Linked DNA regions of Mus musculus: region 1 is linked to region 2. A link is a contact called in public promoter capture Hi-C data. All regions are on one chromosome and are shown on one strand. The core of a region is the stretch at or near the end of the contact, and the rest is flanking DNA. Distances in the headings are between cores, read along the strand shown.

Region 1 (3,199 bases), core at 12-2,511, 160 kb after region 2:
ATACAGATCAGTTCAATGTTTTTTCATTAACTAATTTGGTGGTCAGATGTAGCCCAAGCTGGCGAGAACTCTCTATGTAGATAAGGATGACTATCAAGTCCTGATTCACCTGCCTCCACCTTCCAGGTGAGCAATTACAGGAACGTGCCACCATGCCCGTCTGTTCAATGCTGTTGCTTTATAGCTAGAGAGAAGCAGATTCAGAAACAACCTGAGTGTTCATCAAAGAAGAATCTTTACTGTTGAGGACAAGTAGCCACAACCTATTTCTTTTTAGTGACTAAAAAGATACAAGGTCATATCACAGGGTGGAACAGCCCAGCAATGCTAAAGTGAGACCTATGAGAGCATAAATGATTCTTAAACAATCACCAACAGGGGAGGTCTGGAAGGACATTCCAGCTCATTCTGAGTAAGGAGATCCGAGATGACTTTACACTGAAAATTTATTATCCTTGTTTAAAATTTATGTTTTGAGAGAAAAGGGAGGTTTATGTATGCATTTCATTACAACAAAAGGTACTGAGTTAATAAGAAATGTGCAAGCAGGAAAAGTAAGAAGACTGGCCAGGTGGGGTGGCCATGTCTCTGACCCTAGCATGCAGGAGACAGAGGCAGGACACCCTAGTCCACATGGGAGATCCACACTAGCCAGGGTTGCATAGTGAGATATCAGGGAGGGTGGGGTGGTGGTACACAAAAGAATAAGGCTGGAGGTCAGAAAATAAAATAATTACTGCATGCTTGCTGGGGAGCAGGAGTATCTCAGTGTTGGTTGAGACAGGGTCTCTCCTTCATTGCTCTGAGAGTAACTAACCCACCATGTAGACCAGGCTGGCCTCAAATTCACAGAGCTCTGCATGCTTCTGCCTCCCAAATGCTGAGATTAAAGGTGAGTGCCACTATGCCTGGCTTCAGTAGTCTTCAAAAGGCAAATATGCATATGTACTATTATTGCTATTATTATATATTACTATCATCCTCACATATATGCACATATGTGGATATGTATATGTATATATAGGGATAAAAAAAAAACTACCATGGGAGTTACATTAAGACAGCCACAGATGGCATCTCTGAAGAGGTGTATTTAAACTGAGACCCAGGATGGGAAGGTGCCAGTCACATGAAGAACTTAAGAGTAAATAACAGGCAGAGAGAATGGCATATACAAACCTCTAAGGCAGGACAAAACTTAGCATACCTCCCAAGGATAACTTGCATTAAGTCTAGTTCTAGCTTTCCTGAACCAATAGGCATGTTTCACAAGCACACAGATATACAAGGTCTTTATTGAGAAATAAACAGCAATCCCAAACTCCTGTCTGTGGCAACCAGAATTCTGCCTGGAACAGAGCCAGAAAAAGCCATGTTTCTAGCACTTCTGAGAAAACTGTGGCTTCTGTTTATCAAATTAAAATGCAAAGCAGCTCATTCCTGTGTCACTAGAAACTGTCAGAGAGGGATTATGGTTCCCACCCCAAGGATGCAGGTCAGCTACACAATACCCATCTTCCAGTACTGAGAAGGAGGAGAAAGATTAGGCCTGCTTCCAAATAGCAGGCCTGCCTGCTTGTTACCGTGGTAACCTCCTTTCCCTGAGCTGCTCTCATTTGTCTCTCTCTGCCTGACCTTCATGTTGCTCTGACAGTTCTGAGGAGGAAAAGGTGCCTGCCTGCCAGCTAAGCACTCAGACTGAGGGCACTGAGCAAGAACAAGAGGCACTCAAATTCCCTCTTATTCTAGACTCCAAACTGTGACCTCAGAGAAAGAGATTTCTGGTGGCTCTTGTCATTCCACCCTTCCTGCCTGCTCTCAGGGACACCTCACTTCTCTGATATATCCTTTTAGTGTGAAGACTCTGAGTCAGAGTCAAGCAGGAGAGTGACAAGCCACAGAGAAGAGGAAAAATGAGGCATGACAAGCTGGACTACAGATAATAAAATACTAACTCAAAGCCGCCTGACATACAGCATCCTAGGTAGGCATAGCTGCTGATTTCCTCGCTGCAAGACTCGTGCTATGTGCACTGTCAGAAGAGAGATGGAGCCCCAAAGCTTAGTGCTTCCCACTGTTTTTCAAGACATGGATATACAGAGTTTGACCACTGATCAAACAATTACTGAGTTCTTTCCCTGGAAAGCTTTTATATTATGCACTGAACATTGAATGGTAAATGGAAAAGACCACTGAATACATAGAAATCAGACATTACTAGAGCTAGGCATCTGTCTCACCTCTGTGATTCCAGGACTCAAGAGGATGATGTAGAGCTGAGTTTCAAGCTAGCTAGGACTATATATTAAATCATACAAACCCCCAAAGAAGGAATGGGGGTGGGGCATGCTTGAAAACCTATAGGGCATGTGGATAACAGAAACAACTACCATTGAGGTTACATTAAGACAGCCACAGATGCTATCTCTGAAGAGGTGTATTTAAACTGAGACCCTGGATGGGAAGGTGCCAGTCACATGAAGAACCTAAGCATAAACAACAAGCAGAGGGAACAGCATATACAAACCTCTAAGGCACAATATATTCACATTAGATATACCCAGGGGAAAATGCATCTGCTGATTCCTAGGAGGCACGAAGAACGGGCAACAGTAAAATAATTAACCAGAGTGGTTATGGTATCTTGCCTCTGTAATCCTAGTATTGGGGAGACTAAGGAAGGAGAACTACAAGTTCCAAGCTAGTTTGAGTTATTGCGTGTCTTAAAAAAAAAACAGGAACAGCAAGATGGCTCAGCGGGCAAAACTGCATGACACAGAGCCTGGGTTGAAATCCAGGACCCATATGTGGGAAGGAGAGAACCAGTTCCTTTGAGTTGTAACCAGATCTCTCTACACACGCACCACAGCACATGTGCACCCACAGACATATTCACAAGCAAGCAAGCAAGCAAACAATGCAGCTAGTCACTGAATTCAAGTGATTGTTATTTTTCAATCATAAAAACCTGTGATGTATGGACAGCTTGCTTATCCAAATTCTTGATGGTGCCTCATGGTAGAAGCTCGTTATCCTAGCTATTCTGGAAAACGAGTAGGAATGTCACAAGTTCAAGGTCAGCCTGAGCAATTTTGTAGGACCTAAATATTGAATATACAATACTAGGGTCAAATTTCTACTAACTGTCATTCCAAAACACAGTTTATAAGAGTAGGGCTGGGCTGGGGAGATGGCTCAG
Region 2 (2,966 bases), core at 340-2,839:
TACAGAGTTTTTATGTGATGTTGTGAATAGCTTTTAAATTTTTAATATTTATTTAAACATATATGCATATGCACACACATCTATATGTTCATAGAGTTTTTCCTACATGTTTGAATGTGTGTACCAGAAGGTGTTAGATCTCCTGGAACACAAGGTTGTGAGTCACTGTACTAGCTGAAAACAAATGGTCTTAACCTGTGAGCCATTCCTCCAGTTCCAACGAAAACATTTTCAGGATTAGAGAGATGGCTCAGCAGTAAAGAGCACACATGGGTCTTGCAGAGATCTCCAAGTCCCAGACCCCACGTGGTGGTTCACAAGCATCAGTTTCAGGAGGTTCAACAGGCACACAAGTGGAGCACATGCAGGCAAAACATTCATACACATAAAGTAAAATAATTCTTAACAATTCTTATAATTCTTATTTTGAATATCAAATTTGAGGGCTGTACACTCTGATCCTCAGCGCTGACTGGCCACAGTGGTAGATGCATGGAATTGTAACATTTAGGTGGAGGCAGAAAGATCAGAAACTCAATGTTATGTCCCTGAGAGTAGCAACTTAGAGATATTTGAGGCTAGCCTTGGATATATGATATCTTGGAGGGAAGAGGGGGAGGGGAAAGAAAGAAGAAAGAAAGAAAGAATGAATGAATTTAGTTTGTAGTGGCTATTATTATCTGTAAAATGAGGTGACTGGACCCACCCAGAAGATCCCTTCCAGCTATGTAATTTCAAACTTCAGTGAAGGAAAAATAATAATTAAAAGTAAGTTTTCAAAGCTGGATCTTGTCAAGTGCTTATAGTCACAGCTATTTAGGGAGCTGAAGGAGGATCCCTTAAGGCCAGGAATTTTTAAAACCAGCCTACACGGATTTCTGAGTTCGAGGCCAGCCTGGTCTACAAAGTGAGTTCCAGGACAGCCAAGGCTACACAGAGAAACCCTGTCTCGAAAAACCAAAAAAAAAAAAAAAAAAAAAAAAAAAAGCCTATAAAATGTAACAAGGCCCCAACTGAAAAAGATAAATTCTCGGAGTGGTCAAAGCAACCAGAGGAGTAAGAATTCCCTGAGAACAAGGACTAACTGGCTTCCTTTATAACCACTGGACATCTGTAGTCTCAGCAGGGTAAAAGACAAGGGGGCAGAGAAGGGCAAAGAATTAGGGAACAGGGAAGCGGACTTGGCTGGCCCAGGGAATGACCTGAACAGGAGCCAGTGGTTCGTTCTGTGGGTGGGAACAGGGTCTCCCCAAAGCCAAGCACAGTCATGTGGTGGTGGTAGAATGAGAAAAGCAGACAGCGTAAATTGAAGGGTTCTCAAATCTTTAGAGCCGCCTTGGGTAACAATACGCCACGCGCCACGGAGCCGCAGCCCCATCCCTACCCCACCACGCCCACTCGTGGAACTCTAAAACGCACCCAAGACCAAACACAAAAAGCCTGCTTCTGGTTAACTGTCCTCAGAGAGTTGGAAAGACGAAGAAACGCCGGCCCGTAGACACGCCCCCGCCCCTGTCCCTGATTGGCTAGAGAATTTAAAGACCAGGCCGGTGATAGGGTGGTTTTTCTATTCCTAGTATTTGAATGTTCTTCCTGCTGAAGCTTTCTGCCGGCCGGTTCAGATCAGCTTTTTCATCTGAAAGCAACGAGTCTATCGGATCCTTGAGGTGGGAGGCAAAGAACGCGATTATTTTAGTGATCCTCGCTGGGAGAGGTACAGATTCGTGGGTCAGACGGAGGGACAATGGATTCCTGGGCCTGGAGGTTCCAGACATTCCCTAATCATTTACCCTTTCCAAAGCACTGGAACCACACTGACCCTGATACCTACTAATTGGTTATTGAAGGGGGTGTGCAAGTCTCAGCCTGTTTTCACTTCCAGCCAGTCTCTTTCCCATCGCCCAACGTGTGATTATTGTTCTGCTTCCTGGGTAGAAGTCCCTAACGAGTCCCCTGTTGGCCTGGGTGAGTCTCCTCAACAAGCTTCTTTTCTGAGCAGGAACACCTTTCTAATGTGGACATTGCAGGACAATCGCTCGCGAATCCTAAGTGCATGTGACCCCACCTTCCAGCAGCAGAGGACGTTTCTCCTCGCTCCAGAGTGCTTGGAATATCTTGGTGGCACCTTCTGTTACCAGTGACAACCTGTTGACACTAAGAGGTCTGGACAGGATTTCCCGTCACCGCAGCCATACCACCTATTACATCTCGATTTTCTGTGACTTATGCGCTCCGGTCTCTGCACGCCTGCAGAGGCATTGGAGATGCCTTCTAGCACAGAGGCGGCGACCGATGAATGTGACGATGCGGAGCTCCGGTGCCGGGTAGCCGTGGAGGAGCTGAGTCCTGGAGGGCAACCTCGCAAGCGCCAGGCCCTGCGCGCCGCAGAGCTGAGCCTAGGTCGAAACGAACGACGTGAGTTAATGCTGCGACTGCAGGCACCGGGACCCACGGGGCGGCCACGCTGTTTCCCGCTACGCGCCGTGCGCCTCTTCACCCGCTTCGCTGCGACTGGGCGCAGCACGTTGCGGCTCCCCACCGATGGAGTCCCTGGAGCTGGCTCAGTGCAACTGCTCCTCTCCGACTGTCCCCCGGAGCGCTTGCGCCGCTTCCTGCGCACGCTGCGCCTGAAGCTGGCGGTTGCCCCTGGGCCGGGACCCGCCTCTGCCCGCGCACAGTTGCTCGGCCCGCGGCCCCGAGACTTTGTCACCATCAGTCCAGTGCAGCCAGAGGAACTGCAGCGTGCTGCAGCCACCAAGGCTCCAGATTCTGCGCTGGAAAAGCGGCCAATGGAATCCCAGACTAGTACGGTGAGAACCAAAAAGGGAGTGTGGGCGAGCTATTATTGAGGATCGAAGAAACCCTGGAGGCCCAAGGTTGGGGGAAGATAGTCAGGAGTATTAAGGAGACAGCTGGTGATTTGAAATGCCCATCGTACCTTATTTGAATATGATGGTGAGGTGTAA

Evidence for each region. Promoter capture Hi-C pulls out the DNA fragments that hold promoters and counts their contacts.
Region 1: a contact with region 2 is called in a promoter capture Hi-C map of liver, with 2.1 times the contacts expected there. The contact joins the enhancer-like site here to the promoter of Pif1 in region 2. A contact is called at or near these places in 1 of 39 promoter capture datasets (liver), 1 of 15 datasets of contacts at CTCF or cohesin (embryonic stem cells), 2 of 484 Hi-C or Micro-C datasets (embryonic stem cells and liver) and 2 of 115 datasets of contacts at active chromatin or transcription factors (both in embryonic stem cells).

Annotation. Positions count from the first base shown.
Region 1 is chr9:65,742,875-65,746,073 of GRCm38.p6, forward strand. The region is part of intron 2 of Zfp609 (zinc finger protein 609); the gene reads right to left. Among named protein-coding and RNA genes, the nearest start is that of Oaz2, 68 kb to the left of the region's middle. Within about 2 kb of position 1,262, at least 140 of the 459 cell types and tissues checked have an H3K27ac peak or open chromatin away from gene starts, as enhancers often do. A contact at or near this core is called in liver, where this site is marked.
Region 2 is chr9:65,585,585-65,588,550 of GRCm38.p6, forward strand. It overlaps Pif1 (PIF1 5'-to-3' DNA helicase), which reads left to right and starts at 1,590. Exons shown (of 12, transcript NM_172453.5): 1 at 1,590-2,810. The coding sequence starts at 2,265.